3 separate regions of the Mus musculus genome follow, and all the other regions are linked to region 1. The links are chromatin contacts, called in public HiChIP or PLAC-seq maps. All regions are on one chromosome and are shown on one strand. The core of a region is the stretch at or near the end of the contact, and the rest is flanking DNA. Distances in the headings are between cores, read along the strand shown. Region 1 overlaps Dnah3 (dynein, axonemal, heavy chain 3). Region 2 overlaps Dcun1d3 (DCN1, defective in cullin neddylation 1, domain containing 3 (S. cerevisiae)). Region 3 overlaps Lyrm1 (LYR motif containing 1).

Region 1 (4,705 bases), core at 1,195-3,694:
CCTTATCTCCCCTTGTTATTATGTCTGAAAATATAGACTATGGTGACTTTTTCTCAAGAGGGTTGGAATCCAAAGAGCAAATCTGGTTTTGGAGATGGCTAGGGAGACCCACATTCCCACCCCCATCCCTGGTGCCCAGCAGGGCCAGCGCGTGGTATACCATTCATCCACTCCTCTGACTTGGTGCTGAACTCATAGGCTGTGACCCACAGCTGCTCGTAGGGGATTTTGTTGATCATCAGGGTTTGAAGAAGAGGGAAGGAGCTCTTCTCCTTCTCCAGCAGCTCTTCCTCCTTGTTGATCAACTGTGAGGAAAAAGAGGAGGTTGTCTTTCGGATAGATGGAAACCTTGGATCCTGGGAACCTCCATGACAAATTCCTCAGCCCCGAGAAAGCCAAGTGGAGGAGGCAGATGTTCATTCAATGGGCAGACGTAGCCTCTGAGAGCCATGGTACCTGAGGTCTAGCTGCTAGAAACTAACAATGCGATGCTTTCTCTGTCATCTTTGTTCCTAAGACCCAGCAGACCTCTATACATGTTCATAATTTCTACATAAAATCTACTTGTTCATATAACTGCTTACAAGTCTTCTTACATTAACTTGCCTCAAGGTTAAGAACTTCAGTGTTTAAAAACAAAATGAAACAACTTGTTAATTGATCTTTGGAGAAAGTAGCTTAGTGGATCCAAGTCTCACCCCCACCCCTACTTTAAGTGGGGCTAAGGGATAACGTAACAAACCCCAAAGGTTTGTCCTAGGCATTGAGACATCTATACAAAGCCCTTGCCCCATCACTCAGCACGTAATGGATACACAACAGGCATAAGCAGTTACCATGCTTTAATGTCTTCAGGTGCTACATGACTTACAAATATCTGTTGAAATATAGACAACATGTGGGGAGAGGTATCTGACCATGCTCAAGAGAGGGAGGGCCAAGCACGTGGTGCTATGTACCTCACAGCTGTCTTATGCATAAACTAAGAACCAAAATGACCAACACTTAGGGTCCCAAGTCCCTATCACGATGTTCCAAACCTCAAATTCTGTCAGCGCCAGATCTAGGTTCTTGGAGAGGTCATGAAGCTTTTCCACATTGTTCTTCATTTCTTCGGTAGTCATCACTTCACGCTTCCTAAACATTTCCAGCTCTTTGCTATAGCCTTCAAGTCTCGACTCAAATTCTGAGCACCTGACAGCAAAGAAAGCCCATCACATCAGACTCTCCCATTTTTTGCTCTTCCCAAGTTATCATCCTGGGATTTTGACACTTCCCTGATTCTGCATCTATCTAAAGACAAGCAAAGAAGAAATAAAAACAAAACACATATGATCCATGGATTGGAGATGGGGTGGTATAAGCCAATTGGTGACTAAACATGCTGAGGAAATTTTCCTGTTCAGATAAATATGTGATCAGATATGTATTTTATGCATTATCTATTCATTGTGCCATTAGATATTTATTATTGAGGCTTGATATATCCCAGAACTAGACATCAGAAAGTTATCTTTGAAGTGTGCTATTAATATCTCTATCCTCTTGGAACATTCATTTTAGTTGGGAGGAGAGCTAAACAATAATGGATTAGTGAGTCGGTGGATGGATAGATGGATGGATGGATGGATGGATGGATGGGTGGGTGGATGGATGGATGGATTGGTAACCCCCTAGATATAAAGACAGATGAATAAATCTATAAAGACACTTCTGATAGTAACAAATGCCCTAAAGAAAACAAATAGAGTGAACAGACTGCCTTGTGTTATCCACTGTAGCTGGAGTGATTGGAGAGGTCTTCCAGATCTGTCTACCCCATCCATATGATCAACAAATCTGATCTCAATTTGTTTCTTCCTTTACTCAGTTTTAGTAGGTGATCTATTGTTTAGTGGCTAGGATCTAGAGCCAGGATTGCTTGCCTCAGAAGTCTAGATATTTAATAGCCTCATGGTCTTTGAGCACGCACATCACTTAAATTCTCTCTACTTCAGTATGCAATGAAGAAAAAGTATGAATTTAATAACTCTAATATAACATCACTCAGTTATTAGCTTCATTTATCACAACCACTCTACGGGTATTTCTTCTCATTGACTAGAATGTAAATCTATACATTTTCTTCATTAATTCCACATGTACCCAGCAGTTTCAGAGTGTTGGGCATGCAGACAACCAATATTCATTGAATGAGCTTATCACCAAGAGCAGCACTAGTGACACCCATAAATTTTGCTCTTAGGTGCTTAATTTTATAATGACAATTTTAAATATTCTTTTAAAGTATTTTAACTTTAAATATTTCTTTTTCCTCATAAGAGTACTTTAAGAGGGTTACTTTTCAAGTGATTCGGCTTATGTTTCATCTCTACTTGCACCATGTGGGAGGCAGACTCTGGTATGACCCCTACATCCTGTCTCATACACTGTATAATTGGCTCCCTCGAGTTTGGGCTAGATGTGGTAATTCACTTCTTATAAAAGGGATGGGTTGTTCAGAAGGAGGTTAGTTTCTGTTTCCTTTGCTTACTCTTTCCGTCTTACTCTGAAGGAAAGCTACTCCCCTGTGAAGAGGCTCATGTGGTGAGGGATAGAGTCAAGGGCCAATGATGTGCTCAAACCTGCTAATAACCATGGAACAAGACCAGAATTAGATGTCAGCCAATGAAACCCTCAGACAAGCGTACAGCCTGGGCTAGTATTCTGACTCCAGCTTCACAGAAAATCTGGTACCAGACACATACAACCAGACATACAGCTGAGTGGCTCTTGGGAGTTCTGACCCAGAGACACTGAGAGATAATTCCTCCTTGAAGATGCTATGTTGTGTTATGTCACAGTAGATATCTAGTATATACAATTATATAATTTCTGCTCCTTATACTTTTTTTCTGAGTCCTGAAACATGGCTAGATATTAATGAATGTCAAAGAATAGACATTTTATATTGTAGGATTTTTGATATGCTATTATGGATGGAAGCCCTGAGAAAGAGTCCCACCTCCCACTGACCTCTGCAAGGCTGATTAACTGAAATTTCAATGATCGTGGAGAGGTTGAGATACTGCAGGTCCCAAAGTCTAATTACAATTTCTCCTGGGCTATCTCTAGCTCTCTTGCTCACCTCTGTGTCTTACCTAATGTCCTTGTGACTAAGCCTTTTGGAATGCATTAGCCTTGCAGACCACTAGCTTCTGGCCACCAAATGCTAAGACTGATGTCAGCATCTGGGCTGGCAACACAGATTTGTCTGCTTTTGCTATAACTCAACTGCCTGATGTTTCTACCAATGTATCTGAAAGGGCCTCAATTTATAACTTTTTTTTTTTTTGGCTTCTGTAAAAACTTCATCAGACTGTTACCAGATGGGAATACAGAGTTTAGGGGTAACCCGAATCTATGCCCAAACATGGGCACTAGTTTTTAGCTCCAGAATAAACTCTTCTTACCCCCTGTGAGGTAGAAGCTGCATTTTCATGTTGACATTAACTATCTGCAGAGAGAGAGAGTGAGAGACACACCCTGCTGGTGAACCAAGATTACTGCTTATTCCATTATCTCCATATTCAGGTTACTCTTCTATTTGAATTATGTACTAGGTCATGTAATTTATATGTAAGAATTGATGTCTGCTTTTCTTTTCTTTTAGCTATCTGAGTAACCACCTTTGAACCACTGATTCCTCCCATCCCCAGTGTGTTATTAGCCAACTCCAAATTAGACAATCCTCTAGCCTGTGGAGGTATGGCTTCCTCCTCTGCTTCATCATCACAGCTCTTGCGCCACATTGGTCCTTCTTGGCATTCTTCACATGGCCTAGGTGGCCACTATTAGGAGGGCAAAGGGAGGTGTCAGCATGCTTCTGGCAGGCCAGACAGATAATGAAGGGTGGGATGTGCATCACCTCTTACTGACTCTGATATGGTGCTGGTAGATGAGCACGCAGGTGTAGTGGATAGCCTTGTCCAGGTACATTTTACAGACCTGGGCCTGAAGCTGATTCTCCAAGAAATCCTCCATCTTCAGGCCTACATATAATTCAGTTTCCCCGTTCAGCACCCCAATGCTTATGGATCACTGCAGAAGGACATTGACCTCAGGAAGATGCCCTGGGTCCTATTAGTCCAGTATCATCAGCTTCTGGAAGGCCTTGTGAGTCTTGGCCAAGGTAAATTTGACCCTCCAGACCTCATGTTTGTTGCATAGCCTATGTTTGCCAATCAGCTTTAGTTTCTGAATGGGATGCAATTTCTCAAAGAGTCTCTGTGGGGTCACAAAGGTTTTATGGCAAAACAAGCATCTCGGTGCCACTGATATTTTTTATTCTAACTGATTTTCATTTACTTTGTATTTTTTTTTCAGTTTTCCTCTATGCATGGTATGCATGTATGTTGGCACACACATGCATGTGTGTGCTCGTGCACGTGAAGCCAAGATTGATGTGAAGAATCATCTTGGATTTCTCTTCTACCTTATTCACCAAAGCTGGGTTTCTTAGTCAAATCCTGAGCTTGACAATATAGCGAATTTGCTCTGAAGAACCCTGATGCTGAAACTAAAGGTGGCTGCCACCTATGCCCATCTGACATTTTATATGGCTTCTGGGGATCCAGATGTCAACGTGTGTGTGTGTGTGTGTGTGTGTGTGTGTGTGTGTGTGTGTGTGTGTGTGTGTAATGAATTGTAGGAGCTTGTGGGCATT
Region 2 (4,705 bases), core at 1,230-3,729, 190 kb before region 1:
ATTATCAGGGGTACACAGGCACCCAGGTCAACCAGAAAAAATTGAGCATTGAAAATGGCCACCCTACCAGAAAGACCAGGGAAAGTAAAATGTCTACGGAAGAAAGTGACTCTCTTTACCTGGTGAGTTTCAAATCCAATGCATACAGAACTCAAGAATGAGATTCTTAGGTGGAAGGTAATACTGAGAAATTACAAACTGGGTTTTGAAGACATCATTTACACCCTGAATCCAATGGCCTCAAGAAAGATCAAAGCCTAACCTTCATGAATATACCAGTCAGTAAATTCCCTTTTATATTTGCCAGATGTCAGCTTGTGTCACAACTGAAAGAGTTCTCACAAAGACAGTTAACACTTCTCAGTCTCTTACTAAAGCAGCACAGAAAGAAAGAACGATCTAATGCTTAGACTTCCTGATTCGTGTTCCTCACCCAGCTTACGAGGCCACAGTTTCAACCCAATATGTCATGGTACCCTCAGCTAAACAACAGGAGCAATGATCCCTGGCCATGAATGCTGTCAAATCCCATTACAACTAGGTGAGCCATTAGGATACTATTTATATAAGATGGCATGACTAACAAGCTAAGAGAACTATCCTAGCCCTCCTCTAAATACAGTTAGAGTACTCCTGCCTTCTCTTGTGGAAACATTCTATCTCATCTTCATGTTCCCAAGGAGGACCCCTACCTCCTACTCTACAAGCACAATGTGCCAGAATGTACGGCCAACTCGTCGGGAATCCTCTGCACAGTAATGACATGACCGATCCTCTTCCAGCTCAAAAGGTATTTGATCTAAACCACATCCTATGAAACTGAAAAACTAGACATGACCAGAGTTCTTGGTTTCAATTACCCAATTTCCCTTTAAGTGCTAAATGCCAATTTAGGAAGAATTCAGGTGTCTAAGACAGAAACTAAAAATGCTCATGTTTATCTGTCTTTATTATATATCCTGTAAGGGTTATATACAATCCATATATGTGTGTATATATATATATATACACATTTTATTTTCTTAACATTCATTTTTATAAATGCTTACATGGTACATGGATACATTAATATAGAGAGAGATAAATAAACAGATACTTCAATCAAAATAGTGTCCAACATATGATAAAAAGCAACAAGCAAGGAGTTACTGCAGGCTTTGCAAAGGTATCTCTTGCCGGGAGTGGTTATATGTGCTTTTAATCCCAGCCCTCAGGAGTCAGAGGCAGATGGATCTGAGTTCAGCATTAGCCAGGACCACATAGTGAGACCCCTGTCTCAAACAACAATAAAAACAAAGAAGACTACTTAGTTCTTCCCTATTTTCTGTCCTGCCCAAATTGCTACCACCTAAGGGCCGATGCAGAGCTGTCTATTTTGGCTGCCCAGACAGGCCTTACTTTAGAAAATTTTAAGACAAACAATAGATCCAAAAGCTCTTCTTCTGGTCATCGATACATTTAACAACCTGAAGGCAACTACAGGCCCAGAATACAATGTGCACGTAAACACATGTTCATTTTGCATCTAGTAACAGGGGGTTCAAAGAGTTGCATGCATCAACTGTCACCAGCTTTACATGTACTTCAACCACATCTAATCCTTTCACTCAGATCAGCAATGCAAATACTACAGCTCCTTCAGCTCCTCCTGAAATCCTCTCCCTGCCTTCTAGGGAGAACAGGGCATGCAAAATCGCTGGGCTTACACATCAGAGGCCTTCCCAGCTCTCCATGGGATACTTTGTACCTCAGAAGAGCACTTGTACCAGATGTGTCTCAAATACTGAAATGGAGTCAACCAAGTTATGTAGCATTGTACTCTAATCTGGGACATTTATGTTTGTCTTTTTGCTTGTTTTTGCTTTCTTCATTTTAATGGTTTAGATTTTCATTTGTTTTGCTTTGTTGTTGTTTGCTTGTTTCTGTTGTTTGCTTCTAGAAACACGGCCTTAACTGGCCTGAAACTCAAGAGATCTGCCTGCCTCTGTCTCCCCAGTGCTGGAATTAAAGGCATGTGCCAACCATGCCCAGCTGCTCTGGTGTTTTGGTTTGTTTTTATAGATATAATTAGAGTCCAGGCTGACCTTGAATTCATGATCCTCCTGCCTCAGCTTCACAGAGTACTTGGATTACAGGTTTGTAATACCAGACTGGCTTTATTCTCTGAGAGTCTCATTCGTTGACTTATTTGATCCCCCAAACAATACAAGTTATATCCTGTGTACCTACCTCAGTTTTTAGGCACACAGGAACTGTTTGCTACATATCTGCTGATGACCCACTGATAGTGTGGTGGTCTGGATAAAAATAGCCTGGCTTATGTATTTGGATATATTGCCATAGGCTTATGTATTTGAATGTTTGGTCCCCAGTTAGATATTTAGAGAGGATTAGGAAGTGTGATCTTGTTGGAGGAGGTGTGTCACTGAGGTTGAGCTTTGAGATTTCAAACACCCACAAGGCCCAGTCAGTCTCAGTTTCTCTCTGTCTCTGTCTATACTTTACAGATAATGTGTGAACTCTCAGCTGCTGCTCGAGCATCATGCCTGCCTGTCTGCCACTTTGCTCCCCGGCCATGATCTTGGACAACTTAACCCTCTGAAACTATAAGCAAGCTTCCCAATAAATGCTTTCTTGTATAAGTTGCCTTAATCGTGGTACCTACTCAAAGCAACACAACAGTAACTAAGACAGATAGTAAGTGCTCATGTTGCACAAAGCACTAGTCTATCGCTTTACTGTCCTAACTCAGGACTAATACTCAGGAATGCTTAGCCCTTGCCCTAGTACAATTAGGCCTAACAAATCAGTTATTTATACCAATTCTGATGAAATGATAGCAACAACAAAGGGAACTGAGTCCTATGGATGCAGAACTCAATTTCATTTCTTAAGAACTGGTTCTTAAGGTCATATTTCTTTGAGACACTAGTGACAATCCTAGAATTTTCAAATTTTCAAATTTTTATAAGAAAGTGTTTCGTTTTAATCCCGTGGGGATCTGGGGCTGTTTCGAACTGACCGCAGCAGCCGACTACTGTGATTTGCCTCATGTCCTAGCAGAGGCATGAAATTTACCAGCTTCAGATAGTTTGAGACTGTGTGACATTTAGGATTCTGGAACCTTTCAGAGGGTACATAAATGCTAGGGCCCCAAGTGGCAGCAGGGGAGATTGGCTGCAGTTAGAAGTCATGCTCAAAGAAGAAACAAAAGGAAAGAATGAGATTTCGGGGATCAATCTTGCTCTCCCCTCTATCCTTCACTCTCTCCTTTTTAGGGAATGGGGTGAAAAGGAGGGGAGTGGATAAAAGGTGTGAAAAAGAACCCACAAAGTAGTAAAAGACCAGCTACCAGACCCCTTCCCCACAATACTCTACCACCTTCTAAAAACAAGGGGAGGGAGGAGTTACTATTTCAATTATTCCCCACCTCATCAGTTTCTCAAATACAAATAGCTTCTCATCCAGTGGTAATACAGCGCCATTTCTTCACTCCATAAGCTAATTTTTACCTCCCAGAGTGAAATCCAGAATCTTGAGGCTGAAACCATGACGGTCCAGCTGTGTCTTCTGATCCGTGACCTCACTCCTTGAAGGAGGGAAAGGTGTCACATTTTCACAGACGTCATTCCTGCCTCTTCCCTTACCAAAGGTGCAAGCCCAAACGTTAATTCACACGATATGAAGACCTGATGGCAACATGCAAGGGCTAGGTAGCCTCCCTAGCTCATATGTGAAAGCATCATATTTAAAGGGTTTGGGGACGAGGATCCTTGTTTTGAATACAATATATGTCTTTTAAAATAGGGATTCAGCTAGTTAAAACATGCCATTTTACAGTTCTTGAGATATTTTCTCCTACTAAGTTACTCACAAAAACCTCAATGATGCTGAGCACAGTGGGGCACACCTTTAATCAGGAGGCAGAGGCAAGCAGATCTTTGAGCTCAAGGCCAGCCTGGTTTACATAGTGAGTTCCAGGATAGCCAGGATTATAGAGAGATCTTGTCTCAAAAAATGATCGAAAGAAATGAAAAAGGAAAGAAGGAAGGAAGGGAGGGAGGGAGGGAGGGAGGGAGGGAGAGAAGGAAGGAAGGAAGGGAAAGGAAGGAAGGAAAAGGAAGGAATTTCATGGATGACAGAGTGGCTTTTGACTTATTTTACTTAAAGCTTGTCAAAGACAGTAAGAGATGAGGACAATACAGCTCTGTCTCTTCAAATCCCCTAGAAACAATGAGCTCTACTGCATATGGCAACAAGAAATGGCCAAGAGCTAAAGTCCTAAATGAAAGCTTCCAAATCCAGACATACTTGCCAAGAAGCAAAGAGCAGATTCCACCTCCACTGGCTGGCAAGCAGGCCCACACATTCTGCTTAGCCACATGAGACAGCCGGCTCTTGCTCTCCCCACCCCCAAGCCCAGTGAAGATATTTGGGCAGCAAGAGAATAGCAACACTGGTGACTTTTCTAGGATATGTTGTATAAAAATAGAGCTTCCAATTTTAGGCTTAAAGTTGAAAAGAAAAATAGCCAGAATTAGAAGTTTGTTTTAACACAATACACTGAAAATTCCAAGTACTACAAGTGTAAGTGTTGGTAGCTGGGGATGGGGTCACATTATCACAGGGCTCCTCAGTGAGTCGGCCAACAGTAAGGCTTGTTTAACAGTGCACATCCATCAGTGACAGAATTAAGAAGTCTACT
Region 3 (4,705 bases), core at 822-3,321, 150 kb before region 1:
CTTTGCTTTGCTTTGCTTTGCTTTGCTTTGCTTTGCTTTGGTTTTGGGCTTTTTTTGTTTTTTTGTTTTTTTTTTGAACAGGGTCTATTTAGTCCTGGCTATCCTAGAACTTATGTAGACTAGGCTGGCCTCCAACTCACATAGGTTCCCCTGGCTCTGCCTTCTGAGTGCCTGGATTAAAGTCATATGTCACCACCCTTGGCCCAGCCTTTGTTTCTGACCACCCACCTGCTGGAACTCACCTCAGCCTAGTCATCTGTTTTTAATCCTGATCCCCTAGCTGCTCCCTTCCCCTCTTGTTTCTTCTGTAGCTCCTGTCACCTGCTGCTAGGTAAAACTCTTTGTTCTTAGTCCTTATTAAAGTATCCCACCATGTGCTAAACACTAGACCAGACAATTTGGATATATAAAAAAATAAATTAAAAATTAAAAATTAAATAAACAATAAAAATATAGTCTCTCAGAGATATTTTAGTTAAGTAAAAAAGTAGAGGAATTAAAATTAAGACAAACTCTCATAATCTTCTGGGAACCCCAAAGCCTCCATACTTTATTGTGTTTGGTTTTGTTTTTTTTTAATGTTTTTTTTTTGGGAGGGGGTTGAGACAAGGTTTCTCTGTGTAGCCCTGGCTGTCCTGGAGCTCACTCTATAGACCAGGGTGGCCTCGAACTCAGAAATCCACCTGCCTCTGCCTCCCAAGTGCTGGGATTAAATGTGTGTGCCACCACTGCCCGGCTGTATTATTATTATTAATATTTGTTTTAAATACAGTGACTGTATATAGCCATGGCTGTTCTGTGACTCAAGAGAGCCACTAGCCTGTTTTAAGTGATGGGATTAAAGGTGTATATGTGCCACCACACCCAACCTTTACATTTTTTCATACATGTACACAATATATTTTTACAATATTTAGCCCTAAACTTTTCCCAGATTCACCATATCTACCTCAACTTCGTGCCCTCTTTTTTTACTTTTTTAAGTAAAGCACCAAGTCCAGTTTGTGCTGCCCATGTACTCGTGGGTGTGGAACTGTCCCCCTGAGTGTGTTTGACCTTCCAGGGGCCATACCCTTAAAGAGAACTGACTCACTTTCCTCCAGCAGCCAGTAGCTGTCAAAAGCTCCTCAGATAGGGATGGGGCTCATGACTGCCTCTCCTGCCTGTGCTGGAATGTGGCCTGCTTGGTCTGGTATGGGTCTTATGCAGGCAAACACAGCTGCAGTGAATTCACAAATACAACAGGTCTGTCACATCCAGAAGACACTATTTTAAACCGTGTCACTCATCTGGCTTCTTCTATGCCTTTTTGGTGTTCAAGAGGTGTTCTGTTCAGATGGTATCTTTGGTAGCTGAAAGCGGTGATATGACTCCATGAGTCAGGGCCATGAGTATGGCCTGGCTGTGGCATATACCCAGTAAACCTGAGCAGACAAAATTGTCTGAGAACTAGTCAAGATTAGGTTTTCATTTATTTTAGAATAATTTTTAAGCTTTGACCTAGCCAAGGATGAGACAAGGGTGGTGTGTCCATGTCAAAAAATCATGCAGCATCCTGTGAATAGCTGAATTTGGAGAACTGTAGCCCAAGGTTATATAGATGATAGAGTGCTGAAGTTTAAGAAGCCCCAACCCTCTTAGCAATATCATTGTCAGGAGGCTTTTTCTTTCCCCAAGGTTCCTGATGTAGACAGAAACAGTTTACTATAACCCAGTTGCACTAAGACTTTAAGAATAATAATCCAGAGGTATCGTATTCATTGCTCTGAATCCCAAGCAGGCCAGTGGCAACATGAGAACCATTCCCAATGTCGATAGCAGCACTTAGCTTCTGAGGCTGTAGGGGTCAGGGAGTTGAGCCTCTGCCCTAAGGGACTCAGCTCAGTTCTCTGTGCTGCTGTTCCTGGAACTCCAAGAAGCACCAAGGGACAAGAACTCCCTTGGAATTATCAAGCCACATGGGCCAAGACTTCAATTTGGTTGTCATCTGAAGCTGATGCAATCCTCGAACTACTTTGAAGCACTCACAAATGGATAGAAGATCCATGTACTGTTCGTTGTTGGTTGATTGGTTGGTTGGGTTTTGTGGTTTTTTTACATCCTCAGAATGAAAGTTTCTCTCCTTGATTTGGCCTTGTGTGTGTGTGTGTTTCCCCCAAAGTGAACATTTCATTCTTTTACTCAAAAATACATTATCACAATTTGAGTGATTTGGGATTTCAAAACTCCTTTTTGCCCCATACTAATGAACATGGCAATTTATAGTTTAAAATATGAGGTAAACCGTTCTCCAGTCTTTTTGCTGAAAAACCAGATTTCTGTGGAGCAATGGGTCTCAGCCTGTGGGTCATGACCACTTTGGGGGATCAAATGACCTTTTCATGGGCATCACTTAAGACCATGGGAAAACACAGATATTTATGTTGTAAAATTAGTTATGAAGTAGCAACCAAAATGATTTTACAGTGGGGATGTCACTATAGCATGAGGAACTGTATTAACTGCTGCAGCATTGGAAAGCTTGAGAGCCAATACTTAAGAGAGTCGGTGTGGAGAGCGTGTGGAATAGCTCTCTCACTTGGTGTTGGAGGGGATGCTAGTTTGCAGACTGTTGATGGAGACATGAATTGGTGTAACTCCAGAAGGTAACTTGGGAATACTGTAAAAAAAAAAAAAGTATGAACCTGTATAACCCCTTTGTCTTAACCTTCTCTGCTGTAAGAATTCATCTCTTAGATACATTAGCATGTGAGAAAAAAATTGCATAAAGATCTGTAGCAGCAGAATTGTTTATAATGGGAAAGGGCTGAAAATAACCAAAATGCTCATAAATAATACAGTGGTTAAATTATAATAAAGCCTGATGTTGATTTTTTTGTAAATTTTCAGGAAGAGTAGTTCCTGATGTCTGAATACCAAAAGAGCTTGAAATTATGTTAACGAAAAAGCAAGACTTATAAAGCTATCTCTATAAGAAGAGACCAGGGCCAGTGAGATGGCTCACTGGATAAAGGTGTTCAGTGCACAAGCTGGATGAGCTGAGCTCAATCCCTGGAGCTCAAAGACAGACAAAAGGAGAGAAGCAACTCCACACCAACGCGGTGCGCGCACCACAGTGTGTGTACAATGGATGTGCACACTCCCTGCGCTATACACACAAGATAATCAATGAGAAATATTTTTAAAAGGCCAATTCTCTGTATTTAGGTTTATATATTCATAGACTAACCTTGGAAGGATTCATAAGAAGGCTAACTGGAAAACAAGATAGGAAAGGCCTTTTCCAATATCGAGTTTCCTTGGTAGTGAACTAAAGAGTTTAAGAAACTCTATATTTTATATATCATTAGAAAGATACTAAATGTCTCGCTTATTTCCCCTTAACCAGCTCACAGACCCAGAGCTGATTAAACAATGCATAGTTGAATGCACGGCCCGGATTGAGATTGGACTGCATTACCAGATCCCTTATCCACGCCCTGTGAGTATGAGCGCCGCCCCTGGGCAGTGCAGGTCTTTCTAAGGGTGTGTACCACGAGGGCTAACATTCACAGAGGAGCAAGAGCCATGGGAGGAAGCGTGCTGGAAGTACGTTATCCTGGCATGCCACTACCCGTCACAGTAAACCACTGTCTACACGGATATAATGCCTGGTCTCTTCTGGTGCAGCTTCCCGCAAGCTGGAAGGGGAAAGCAGCTCCTAGATATAAAGCTACTCTTTGGGCCTTCACCCATAGTTTTATAGAGATGCATTTATTTTCTTTAGTATAAAAGGAAAGCTTTTTAGATACGAAAAAAGTAAAGTTCAGATATTAAAAGATTACAGAAAGAAAAAAGTGAAAATTGTCAAAAATTCTCACCTTTTGGAAGAGACCAATGTAGTTTTAAAATGTCCAGTTTTCAACTCTTTGACTTACCTGGTAATATTAGTTGGTAATATTAGTTTTACACACACACACTTTTTTTTTTTTGGTTTTTTCGAGACAGGATTTCTCTGTATAGCCCTGGCTGTCCTGGAACTCGCTCTGTAGACCAGGCTGGGCTTGAACTCAGAAATCCGCCTGCCTCTGCCTCCTGAATGCTGGGATTAAAGGCATGGGCCACCACGCCCAGCTCACGCACATTCTTTTATACATGAGATTCTAGGTATATATTTTTTAACCTACTGATTTTATTTCATCTCTTCTGAGCATCTTTGTATACAGCTCTGCCTCAATCCTAAATGTTTGCATTGTATGATATTGTAAGAATGTGCACTCATTGTACAAGTCAGGGTTCCTCCAAGAAACAGAAGGAAGGAAGGAGATCAGAAGCTATAGATTGATGGATGGATGGATGCATGGATGGATAGAAACAGATCACACAGTTATGGAGGCTGAACACCCAGGACAAAGCTAGTGACATAATTCAGCCTGATCTGGAAGGCCTAAGAATCAAAGAGGCTGATGATAGAAATCTAGAGTGGAAGCAGAAAAAATGGGATGTCTCAACTCAAATAAGATGAGCAAGAAGCAAAAGAAGTGGATTCATCCTTTGCCTTTTTCTTTTCAAGCCCCACTAGTTTGGAGGATGGCCCTCCACATTGGGGAGGGCAATTTTTTGAATCTACCACTTCATCTTATCTCCAAGTACCCTCACACATACACCCAGAAATGATTCTTAGTGAAAGTCAATCAGATTTACTCATAAAATTAGCCATGAGAGC

What was found. HiChIP or PLAC-seq counts read pairs in DNA pulled down with a chosen protein or histone mark.
Region 2: a contact with region 1 is called in a BATF HiChIP or PLAC-seq map of CD8 T cells, with 14 read pairs. The contact joins two enhancer-like sites. A contact is called at or near these places in 1 of 484 Hi-C or Micro-C datasets (Th1 cells), 7 of 115 datasets of contacts at active chromatin or transcription factors (CD8 T cells, embryonic stem cells, epiblast stem cells and 3 more) and 1 of 9 other capture datasets (adipose tissue).
Region 3: a contact with region 1 is called in a BATF HiChIP or PLAC-seq map of CD8 T cells, with 7 read pairs. The contact joins two enhancer-like sites. A contact is called at or near these places in 1 of 39 promoter capture datasets (Sertoli cells), 5 of 484 Hi-C or Micro-C datasets (Th1 cells, liver, nephron progenitors and 1 more), 3 of 115 datasets of contacts at active chromatin or transcription factors (CD8 T cells, fibro-adipogenic progenitors and heart atrium) and 1 of 9 other capture datasets (pancreatic islet).

What each region holds. Positions count from the first base shown.
Region 1 is chr7:120,060,722-120,065,426 of GRCm38.p6, forward strand. Dnah3 (dynein, axonemal, heavy chain 3) reads right to left here. Exons shown (of 61, transcript NM_001370806.1): 16 at 1,041-1,194; 17 at 161-305. It also overlaps the pseudogene Gm17986. Among named protein-coding and RNA genes, the nearest start is that of Dnah3, 32 kb to the right of the region's middle. Within about 2 kb of position 2,445, at least 2 of the 459 cell types and tissues checked have an H3K27ac peak or open chromatin away from gene starts, as enhancers often do. A contact at or near this core is called in CD8 T cells, where this site is marked.
Region 2 is chr7:119,871,597-119,876,301 of GRCm38.p6, forward strand. The region is part of intron 1 of Dcun1d3 (DCN1, defective in cullin neddylation 1, domain containing 3 (S. cerevisiae)); the gene reads right to left. It also overlaps a transcript of Rexo5 not described here. Among named protein-coding and RNA genes, the nearest start is that of Dcun1d3, 22 kb to the right of the region's middle. Within about 2 kb of position 2,480, at least 25 of the 459 cell types and tissues checked have an H3K27ac peak or open chromatin away from gene starts, as enhancers often do. A contact at or near this core is called in CD8 T cells, where this site is marked.
Region 3 is chr7:119,910,785-119,915,489 of GRCm38.p6, forward strand. Lyrm1 (LYR motif containing 1) reads left to right here. Exons shown (of 4, transcript NM_001285959.1): 3 at 3,389-3,481. Among named protein-coding and RNA genes, the nearest start is that of Lyrm1, 17 kb to the left of the region's middle. Within about 2 kb of position 2,072, at least 10 of the 459 cell types and tissues checked have an H3K27ac peak or open chromatin away from gene starts, as enhancers often do. A contact at or near this core is called in CD8 T cells, where this site is marked.